Linked DNA regions of Sus scrofa: region 1 is linked to region 2. Evidence: chromatin contacts called from public promoter capture Hi-C data. All regions are on one chromosome and are shown on one strand. The core of a region is the stretch at or near the end of the contact, and the rest is flanking DNA. Distances in the headings are between cores, read along the strand shown.

Region 1 (5,345 bases), core at 2,514-5,013, 110 kb after region 2:
TGTAGCCACCGGCCTACACCACAGCCACATTAACTTGGGATCTGAGCCGCGTCTGCAACCTACACCAGAGTTCATGGCAACGCCGGATCCTTAACCCACTGAGTGAGGCCAGGGATCAAAGCCGCATCCTCAGGGATACTTGTTGGGTTCGTGAACCACTGAGCCACGACGGGAACGCCCTATTTTTCTTACTACGGGACAAGGCCTGTCCCGTATCTGGTTGGCAGTATCATAAAGTCACAGAGGCTTAGGGTCCCCGTCAGGGATCTAGTGGCCCTTAGGACTGTGAATTTCTCTACGGGGAGGGAAATCAGGCCACTAAGGCAGTGACTCCTGCAAGGCCCTCACAGTTAAATCGTTGGCAGCCCGTCCTGACGGATGCTTCTTTCTCGAAGCACTAAGGAGCATCCTGAGTCCACTGAGGGCTCTGACCTTTATCTGTCCCACTGTCCATCTCCCTCGAGCCGGGCTGTGACCTTCAAGGGCAGACATTGAACCTTGCTTGTCTCTGTGGCTTTGGTGAACAGCCAGGCACCATGTAAGTACTTGACACCGTTTAAAAAACAAGCATGTGGAATTCCCGTTGTGGCTCAGCAGTAATGAACCCAACTAATATCCATGAGGACGCGGGTTCGATCCCTTGCTCAGCTTACTGTGAGCTGTGGTGGAGGCCAGCAGCTGCAGCTCCTATTCGACCCCTAGCTGGGAACCTCCATACACCGCCTGTGTGGCCCTAAAAAAGGAAAAAAAAAAAAAAAGAATGAGCAAGGGACTGGCAGCAGGTGCATGGTGCCTTGGACAGTGGGGATGGAGGTGGCTTCTGGTGGCTTCTGGGGTCCCTGCCTGGGCAGCCTCTGAAGGCTAGGTCAAGGCGACATGAAAGATGTGTTTAGCTCATGGCGTTTCTTTTCCTCCCAGCCACACGGAAGCTCCAGAGGCTGCAGGGGTGGGGAAGGGGAAGGTTGCCCCTGTGTTTGGGTGGGAGGAGGGTGAGGAGGGTAGGAGCACAGGTGTAGACAGAGGACAGGCTTTGGAAGTGACTTGAAGACGCAGGGTGACATGGCCTTTGGGACAGCAGTCCATGACTTTGCCAATAACCAGCCCATTCCCACCTCTCACCCCGCCTGTGATGCTTGAACATGGAGGTCCCCACCCTGGTTCCTCTGGAGGTGACCTTATTTGGCTATAAGGATCTTTGCATCTGTGGATAGAGGAGGTCACTAGGGTGTGTCCTTATCCAATACGACCCGTGACCTTAGAGGAAAAGAAGAGGCACGAAGGCAGACACACAGGAGAAGGCCATGAGACAAGGGAGGCAGAGGTGACATTCCACTGGCCTCAGCCAGTGGAAATACAACCCTGCTCTCTGCCTTCGCCTGCGTATGGCATTCTCCAGGTGTGGGTCTGTTTCCAAATTCCCCCTCTTGTTTTCTTTTTTTTTCTTTTTAAGGCCACACCCGCAGCACACAGAAGTGCCCAGGCTAGGGGGTCGAATTCAAGCTGCCGCTGCAGGCCAAACCACAGCCACAGCAACACTAGATCCGAGCCGCATCTGTGACCTACACGGCAGCTTGTAAACAACAGATCCTTAACCCACTGAGCGAGGCCAGGGATAGAACCTGCCTCCTCATGGAGACTATGCAGGGTTGCCAAACCCTCTGCGCCATAATGGGAATTTCAAATTCCCCTTTTTATAAGGACATCCGTCATATGGGATGAGAGGCCCACCCTGATCCTCTGGGACCTCATCTTAACTAATTACCTCTGTGACAACCTTATTTGTAAAGCAGGTCACTTCCAGAGGGACGGGCGGTTAGAATTTCCACAGGAGAACTGGGGGATGGCTTCTTGTCCCTGGAAACCAAGGGGACCCAGTGTTAGTGTGACATGCAGAATCCCAGGGAGGAGCAAGGCCTCTGTCCCCTGTTTGTGTCCTTCTGTCTCCGTGCATGCGGCCCCCACCCTGGCTCTCTGAGCACTGGGGAGCTGGCACCCTCGCCCCCGTTTTCAAACACCCCCTTAGACTTTTGCCGCCCCTCCATGCCAGTCCCTCCCCCATGGCTGTGACGAATCAATGGCTGGGTGGCTGACAAGGACAGAGGACATGATTACACAAGATCTTCTGCTTTTCTTTTTTCTTTTTTTCCATTACAGCTGATTTACAGCGTTCTGTCAATTTTCGGCTGCACAGCGAGGTGACCCAGTGACACATACATGTATACATTCTTGTTTCTCACATTATCCTGCTCCATCGCAAGTGACCAGACATAGCTCCCAGTGCTTTCAAAGACTGTCCAGCTACCAGCCTGCCTGGTCTGGGGGCCCGGGCCGCTTAGGAGGGGTGTAGAGGCAGGGGTTGGGGTGTCTGCTGGCCCCTGCATGGCATCCCTGCTTGCATCCTGAGCAGCCCTCCTTGAGCAGGCGAGCAGGGCCAAGGGCTGGGAGGAGGGTGGTGGGAAACCTCCCTGGGCCGGGGGACATGGAGAGGGGGGCAAAGATGGGGTCCTGGGTTCCAGGTCAAGGTTGGGCCCGTGGCAGGGCTGAGGAACAGGAGAAATGAAGGCAGCTGTGCCCCATTCAGAATCCCTGTGTGCCCCCTGCCCAAGCCCGAGCCCAGCCCTCCCCCTACTGGCAGTAACCTTTCGTCTGGACATACCCAGGAACCCCAGGCTTTGGAGCCCGGTCACATCAAGCCCACTATCCTGCCGCAGCCTCGATCGCTACAACACTTGCAATTCCATGTTTTGTAGTCACATTAAAAAGTGAGGGGTTCTCGCTGTGGCGCAATGGGATGGATGGACGCGCTGGGACACGGGTTCGATCCCTGGCTGCGCACAGCGGGTTAAGGATCCAGCGTTGCCCCAGCTGCAGCTTAGGTTGCAAGTCTGGCTCAGATCTGAACCCCGGCCTAGGAACTCTGTGTTCCACAGGGAGGCCAAAAAAAAAAAACAAAAAAATAAAAAAGTAAAAATAAGCAGGTGAAATAAATTTTAGTAATATATTTTATTAACCCACTCAAACCAATGTGTTCATTCAACATGTAATCGACATAAAAGATTCTTACTGGGCCACCAAAACGGACACCACAGCTCTCCAGACCCCAGTAGCAATGCAGATAATCCCAGCTCTGGGTGTTCCTTTCATGGCTCAGCGGCTAACGAACCCGACCAGGATCCATGAGGATGTGGGCACAATCCGTGGCTTCAATCCGTGGGTTAAGGATCTGGCATTGCCATGAGCTGCGGTGTAGGTGGCCGACACGTCTCGGATTCCACGTTGCTGTGGCTGTGGCGGAGCTGGCAGCTGCAGCTCCAATTCGACCCCTCGCCTGGGAACCTCCATATGCCGTGGGTGTGGCCCTAAAAAGCAAATCATCATAATCAGGATAATAATTTCCAGCTAAACAGCATCCACTCTCGCGGCCCCCTCCCCGCTTTCTCCCTTTCTGTCCCCAGAGCGTGTGGGCTCAGCCTCCTCTTCTCTTTTGGGACCCCTGGCTTCTCTGATCGCACCTGTCCAGGTAAAGAGACCCATGTGAGCCCCTGCCCGCATGGCACAGGCCCCTGCACAACTCCAAGTCCCCAGCCACCCCCACCTCATGCTCTAGGGGACCAGGGGCTGTAACCAGGCAGGAATGTGACTAGGCAACGGGTCTCAGGGGAGAGCTCAGATCTCCCGCACCTGCCTGCCAGCCTCAGGGGTGCCCACGGGGCGGGGCGGGGCGGGACAGGCACTGCCTGTCTCTGGTCACTGGCCTGTTTACCTGTGCTCAGTCACAGGGCTGTCCCCAACCCAGCAGGAGGCCCATGGAGCCTGGGGCCACAGGCCACAGGGGACAAGGGCCAGACACCTCGGCCATGGCTGTGAGCCATTGATCGGGCCCAGGCTGGCTGGGTGGGGGTGGGGAGACTTTGGCCTGGACAAACAGAAGCTCTGAGGCCTGCGTGCAGGCCCGGCACCCACCTGCCACTCCTAAAGGTAAGTGGGGACCTCCAGGACAGGGGACCAGGATCTGTGAATGACCTGGTGGCAGTGTCCACCCCAAGAGGCAGGCCTGGTTTCCTGGGGCTTGAGCCCACTGCTGTGCTCTGAGGCCTGGTCTGCTGGGCCTCAGCAGCCAGAGAGTGACCGGGTGAGCAGAAGGTGAGGGGTCTGTAGAGCTGGGGTCGGAGTTCAGGTATAGGGACTGGAACAGGGGAACAGAGGGGCTGCAGGTTCTGAGTGCTGGGAGGCCTGGGGCTCAGCTGGGGATGGTGGACTCCGTGGCAGGAACGGGGCAAGGGAGAGGCCTGATTTGCCAGGCTGAGTACCGACCCTCATTTTGCAGGGCCAGACAAGCTGTCCCCTCCAGGCCCCACTGGAGCTTCTGGTACAGGAAACAGGCCCAGAGCCCCCCCATTGTGCTAATTAGGGGACAGGCTCAGAGTTGAAAGTGGCTCTGTGTGTGTGTGTGTGTGTGTGTGTGTGTTCATTCAAGCACACGCACGCATGCAAGCTTGCATCAGGACTGTGTGTCACAGGCTTCAGTGTGTTTCTGTGTGTGCACATCCATATGTGAGTTTATGAGTGTGTCTGTGTAAGAAGGGATTTGGCCCACTCCCCGCACCATCGCAGTCAAAGCAGCTCAGAGTGGGGACTGACTGACCGTGAGGCCCAAATGGCCTCAGTGGAAAGTCCCAGATCAGAATCCCAGCTCCGCCCGCTCTGCTCTGCCTTCCCTGGGCTCAGTGACCTCGGGTAGGTCATTTTCTCTCTCTGGACCTCAGTTTCCCCAACCATCAGGTAGAGAGAGCAAGGCAAACATCCCAGCTGGCTGGAGGCTGAGACAGCCTCTGGTCGTGGCAGCGTCCAGCCCAGGCTGGCCCGCAGGAGGAGGAACCGCCCAGCCCCAGAGAGCTCAGCCTCCAGCAGGCAGACTGTGGACCCGCCAATGCAGGAGGGAGGGAGAAGCAGGTGCCAGGCTGGGGTTCCGTTTCTCAGATCAGAGGCGAAGCCTCAGGCCCCTGCGGCAATTGGAGTCTACCCAGTCCCTCCCTCCAGGGGCTCACCCTTCAGGGGGACAGAGAGAATGTCCCCAAGGGGAACAGCATACTGATCGAGGTGGCCCAGGACTCTTCAGAGGAGCAGCCACCCCTCCAGGAGCCTTCTGGGAGGGCTGCCGGGAGGAGGTGAGAGCTGAGCTGGGATGCAAGGGAGCCAATTAGGAGGTGGGCTGCTCAGGAAGAAGGAAGAAAGCCAGGTGGTGAGCAAGAGTTTTCAGGGTTCAAGTAGCAAAACGTGATGCCCTTCACCCAGAGCTGGCTCGGAGCCCCAGATCTGCAAGATGCTTCTACCCTCCTCGCTAT
Region 2 (4,929 bases), core at 1,386-3,885:
GAGGAAACTTTCCACGCTAATGGGAATTTACTGCCTCTTTTCGTTCTTTTTTCTTTTTTTGGCTGAGTGGGGAGTTTCCACGCCAGGGATCAAATTTGAGACGCAGTCCCGACCTAAGCCGCAGCTGCGGCAAAGCTGGATCCTTAACCCACGGTGCCAGGCCAGGGATCAAACCCACGTCCCAGAGCTCCCAAGATGCCACCAGTCCCCTTGTGCCACAGCGGAAACTCCCGTGATTTTCTGCCTTTGATGATGTGTGGTCTCGTGGGTGTATGTATCTATGAGAATAAATGGAATTGTATACTTTAAATGGATTTATTTCTTGTATGTAAACTATATCTCATAGATATTAAGAAAAAAAATAAAATAAAAAGGAAGAAAAAAAGAAAAGCTGAAGAGGACTAGACAGGAGGCCAGGGCTGCTGCATCTTGGCCTTGCTCTCATGGCCTCGAGCCTCAGTTTCCCATCTGTGAAATGAGGGGATTTGGACCTGCATTCACTTCCAGTGTGGTGGCTGCGAGTGTGTCAACCCGAGCAAGTTCATGAACCTCTCTGTGCCCTGGTTTTCTCATCTGTAAAATGAATGATAGAGCCACCAACAGCACTGGGGCTGAAGAGCAGTGGCTGCCGCACTGGAAGCAGGCAGAGACTGCCACTGTCCTTCTAGCCCCTACTGTCCTCCAGGCTGCCCCACCCCCATCTCATTCCCCTGCCAACCCTGGCCTGTCCTCACAACCCCAGGCCCACCTGCAGATCAGGGCCATCCCAAGCTGTCCGGAGGTTCCACCACCCCCGAGTCACTCTCATTACAGGTCACCAGTTCTTCAGGGGTGTCTAGCTGTCTTCTTGGTTTTGCATCCACTGCAGTACCAGCTCAGAGCCAGGTATTAAGTGGTGCATAATTGATACATGCAGATTGAAGAAGGGAGTCAATTGGCCCTGAGTCAGGGAGAGTTTTGCCAGGGCGGTCCTGGAGAAGCAGCTTCCTTAGGAAGGAGAGCAGGTGCGATTGTACAGCCAACATGGCCAGGTATGGTTGGGTAGGTTGTTTACTGCACAACAAGGCTCCATGTGATGGGGGATAAAACCCAGTGCATTTGTCTCTTTCCGAGTCATGGGACCATTCTCATTGGCTATATCTTCCCAAAGAGCTGCTTTGTACTTTTTTCTTTTCCTTTTATCTTTTTAAAAAATTTTATTTCTTTTCTCTATGGCTTCACCTGAGGCACATGGAAGTTCCCAGGCCAGGGATCAAACCCACCCCTCTGTAGTGACCTGAGCTGCTGTGGTTGGAGTCTTAACCCACTGCACCCCAGCGGGGACGCCTCTTTTTTTTTTCTTTAATAAGCATTTTATTTTGGAATAATTTCAGATTTCTAGCAAAATTGCAGGAACAGTAAGAAAATTCACAATATCCTTCACCCAGTTTCCCCTTATGTTCACAGCATTTGCATAACCGCAGTGCATTTGTCGAAACTAACACTTGGTACAATACCGATATCTAATTTCAGATTTGTTTTGGATTTTGTAACTTTTTCCACTAATTTTTTTTCTCGTTCCAGGATCTAATCCAAGATCCCACATTACACTTAGTGCATTGTTTTTGTTAGATTAACACGGAGGTTGCCCTGTAGGGTCGTGGTGGTTGGGAAAAGAATGTGGATTTGGGGGAGTAGCCAGAACGAAGTCCTTCGGTGTGGCCTGTGTGGCACCCGGGGTGGGTCATCGGGGGACACTTGGCCTCCCTGACCCCAGCTGGGTGCCGCGAAGTGCCTTCCACTGCCTCAGCTCCACCCGTGCAGAGCACAGATGTTTGTTGGCAGGTTTTAATCATTGGCTGGCCAAGTGCTGGCGCAGGTCCGTGGAGAGACTGCATTTCCCTTTCTGCAAAAGCCATTTTCAGCAACGCTGTAGCTTGTGTGTAAGCTTCTGGAAGGTTCAGCTCCAGGTGCCCCCAGGGCAGGGAGTGGGAGGGGTGCTGGGCGCCCAGCACCTGGCACTCCACACCCTTCTACTGGTTTCCCAGTTTGTCCTGCGTGAGTCTGGGGTGGGTGACTGGTGGCTCTGCCCATCCCCTCCTGCCCCTTGTCCCTGGAGCTGGAAGGGCGCTGGGCGTGGAGAGCAGTGGCGGCGAAGAGAAAGAGCAGGTGAACTTGGAGCCCGGGGCAAGGGTCCAGGGCTGCTCAGACCCTGAGTCTCCCTGAGGCCAACGGGGCGCCCTCGCCCTCCCCACCTGCTACAGAATTCAGGCTCTGTGTCCAGACTGCAGCTGGGGTGAGGGAAGAATGTGGAGGCCCCTAGCCTCGGGGTTGATTTCAGGCAGGGCTTTCCTAGTCAGCAAACTGATTTCTCAGAGCCTCTGTTTCAGCATTGTTAAGATGGGCCACAATTCCGGAGACCTGGGGGGCCTCCAGCGCGGGGCCTGGCTGGCCTGGGCGCTGCCTTCTGTTTCCCCTTCTCCATCAGCTGATCCCCACCTCCCTTTCTGCCTCATCCCCCCATCTCCCTCCACATTCAAGGGGTCCCACACTGGCCCCGCTGCTTGGCCAGGCTGTCCCCTCTGGCCGGTCCTCTCTCTGACACCAGCTTTCAAGTCCTGGCTTGAACGCCACTTCGCAAGCGCCAGCTCACCCTCTGTGTGATTCTGTGGTCCCCTCCCTGTCAGTCTTCCGTGGCCCCATCACTTCCTGCCCCGTTTTATGGACACCTGTGATGGGACTGTATCTTCCACCGGGACCTGCTGTAGTACCACTCACATCCTGGACTCATCAGCACCCAGTACAGTGCCTGGCACACCGTAGGTGCTCATTAAATGCTTATTGCTTAGAATTGAGGTGAGCTACGTCTTTGGAAGCCTCGAGTTCTCAAAGAACAGCTCTGGCCCTGCCCTTGGGAGGAAGCCTCCAGCTGAGAGGGTCCCCAGGTCTCCGGTTGGTGCTCCAGAGCAGGGATGCCCAGGGTAGGGCTCTGCCCAGCACCTGACAGCCACCCCACCCTCCGGTGGTTCTGCCAGACCGCATGCTCCGCCTTCTGCAAACGGCCGCGGGGGCAGCAGCTTGGGTAAGTTCCCCTTCCGCTTCCTCCTGCCTCCTGTCCCGCTGCTGCTGCTGCTCCTCGCTCAGGGCCCCCCTCCAGGCTCTCCACAGCCCCGGTGCCTGCAGAAGCGCTCCGCGCCCCCAGCTGTCACCACCACCGCCTCCCAGGCCTCAGACGCCATGCAGGCCATCAAGTGTGTGGTGGTGGGAGATGGGTAGGTACCTGGTGGGACTTGCTCCCAGCTCCCTCCTGGGGGAGCCCTGAGGCCCTCCCCCTCCCCACGCCCCTGGGAGGCGGCTTCCCCTGCCCTGCAGATCCAGGGTCCCTGGGAGGCAGCTGGAGGAACCACTCCCTTTTTCTCCCAGGGCCCAGAGGGAACCTCAGGACAGTGAGCTTCACCCTCGCTGCCCACCTCACCCCGGAAGCTGCCTGGGTTGAGGGTACAGGACTGAACTCGGGTGTGCCCGGGGCCCCTCACCTGCACCCCGAGACCTGGGGCAGGTCTCCCATGCACCCTCAGTCTTAACTGTGGATGCCGGCAGGGGGTGGTCCCCAGGCTGGCTTGGGCTCTAGTCACTGGCTTGCACTGCTGTGTGGCCTTGGGTGAGTCACAATGCCTCTCTGAACAGCTCTGTTGTCTGCAAAGAGGCCCTTGATGCCAGGTCACTTGGGATGTTCTGAGTGTTGGTCCTGTGCCTATACGCTCAGTCAAGAGCGCCTCTCACCCCCAGGCCTGCCTGGCTGGGGAGGGTGTGGGTGGATGTGGGGGAGGAGGTGGGGGGAGGGGTGAGAGAGGCCCCGCTGGGAAGGAGGAGAGAAGGGTGGCGGGTGAGCTGATCAATGCGGGCCAGGCTCCGCTGAGGGGGCTCCTCGGCTGTCAGATCTCAGGGACCTCAGATTGTCACATCCTCAGTGTCCTCCCCTGCACATGACAGGTTCAAAATGCCAGTCTCTCTTGCCTGCCCGCTCCGTTGTCTTAGCGTTCTGCCCAGAGGCACCTCCTGGGGTGGGTTTTCTGTAGCTCCATCCACACACATTCTGGCATGTTCTAGCTGGATGGGCCTCCCCTCCAAGCCTCCCATCCTACAGAGGGGCAGCCTGAGGCTTTGAGAGGCTCGATCGGCCTGGCCTGGGGTGGGCGGGTGTATCCGGCAGCCCTCCGCTGATGGTGATGCACCCGCTGCCGTTATCTGCCTGCCGGTGCAGCTCTGCTCACTTCTGCTTTGCATCTGATATGAGGAGGGGAGGGCGGAAGCCAAGGGCATCGTTCCAGTCGCTCAAAGTTACCTTGGCGGCAGGACGGGGGGAGGGGGTGGGGAGAAGAGGGCGGTCAGCCCCCTCGGAGCAGGAAGTGATGAAACCAAGCAGAGCAAGGGAAGAACCAGCGTTACCTGTGTCGTCCCCCCCCCCCCGTGTCCGCCCCCTCCCAGCCCAGCAGGTGGAGGACAATGACAGTTCCAATAATGGCCACCTCTACCAACTATGAAAGGCCTGGGCTTAGTCTCACCCCTCTCTTTTATCCTGCTGCCAATCCTAATATTAGGCCCATTTTACAGATGGGAAAACTGAAGCTCAAAGAAGTTAGGTACTTTGCTCAAAGCCTCAAGGGATTGGATCCCTGGTTTTTGATTCCTAAACTCCAGGCTCTTGACTGTCTGGCCCTCTGGTGGTGGGGGGGCGCAGGGGAGGGTGCACTTTGGCCGGCATTTGCTGGGCCAGGACTGTGCTCAGTTCTTTCACTGGCTTCGTCTAATTTCTCTCTGAGTCCATCCCATGGGGATGTTGGCTTCTCCCTATTTTCTGGAGGGGGAAACAGGCACAGGGAAGTTAAGTGACTTGCCTAAGATTGTGCCACTGGTGGGTGGGTGATGGAGCCGGGGATCTGAACCCCA

Evidence for each region. Promoter capture Hi-C pulls out the DNA fragments that hold promoters and counts their contacts.
Region 1: a contact with region 2 is called in a promoter capture Hi-C map of liver, with 2.8 times the contacts expected there. The contact joins the promoter of TMPRSS6 here to the promoter of RAC2 in region 2. A contact is called at or near these places in 1 of 5 promoter capture datasets (liver) and 3 of 47 Hi-C or Micro-C datasets (all in liver).

What each region holds. Positions count from the first base shown.
Region 1 is chr5:10,659,728-10,665,072 of Sscrofa11.1, forward strand. It overlaps TMPRSS6 (transmembrane protease serine 6), which reads left to right and starts at 3,764. Exons shown (of 17, transcript XM_021091527.1): 1 at 3,764-3,978.
Region 2 is chr5:10,551,351-10,556,279 of Sscrofa11.1, forward strand. It overlaps RAC2 (ras-related C3 botulinum toxin substrate 2), which reads left to right and starts at 2,636. Exons shown (of 7, transcript XM_013997536.2): 1 at 2,636-3,061. The coding sequence starts at 2,952.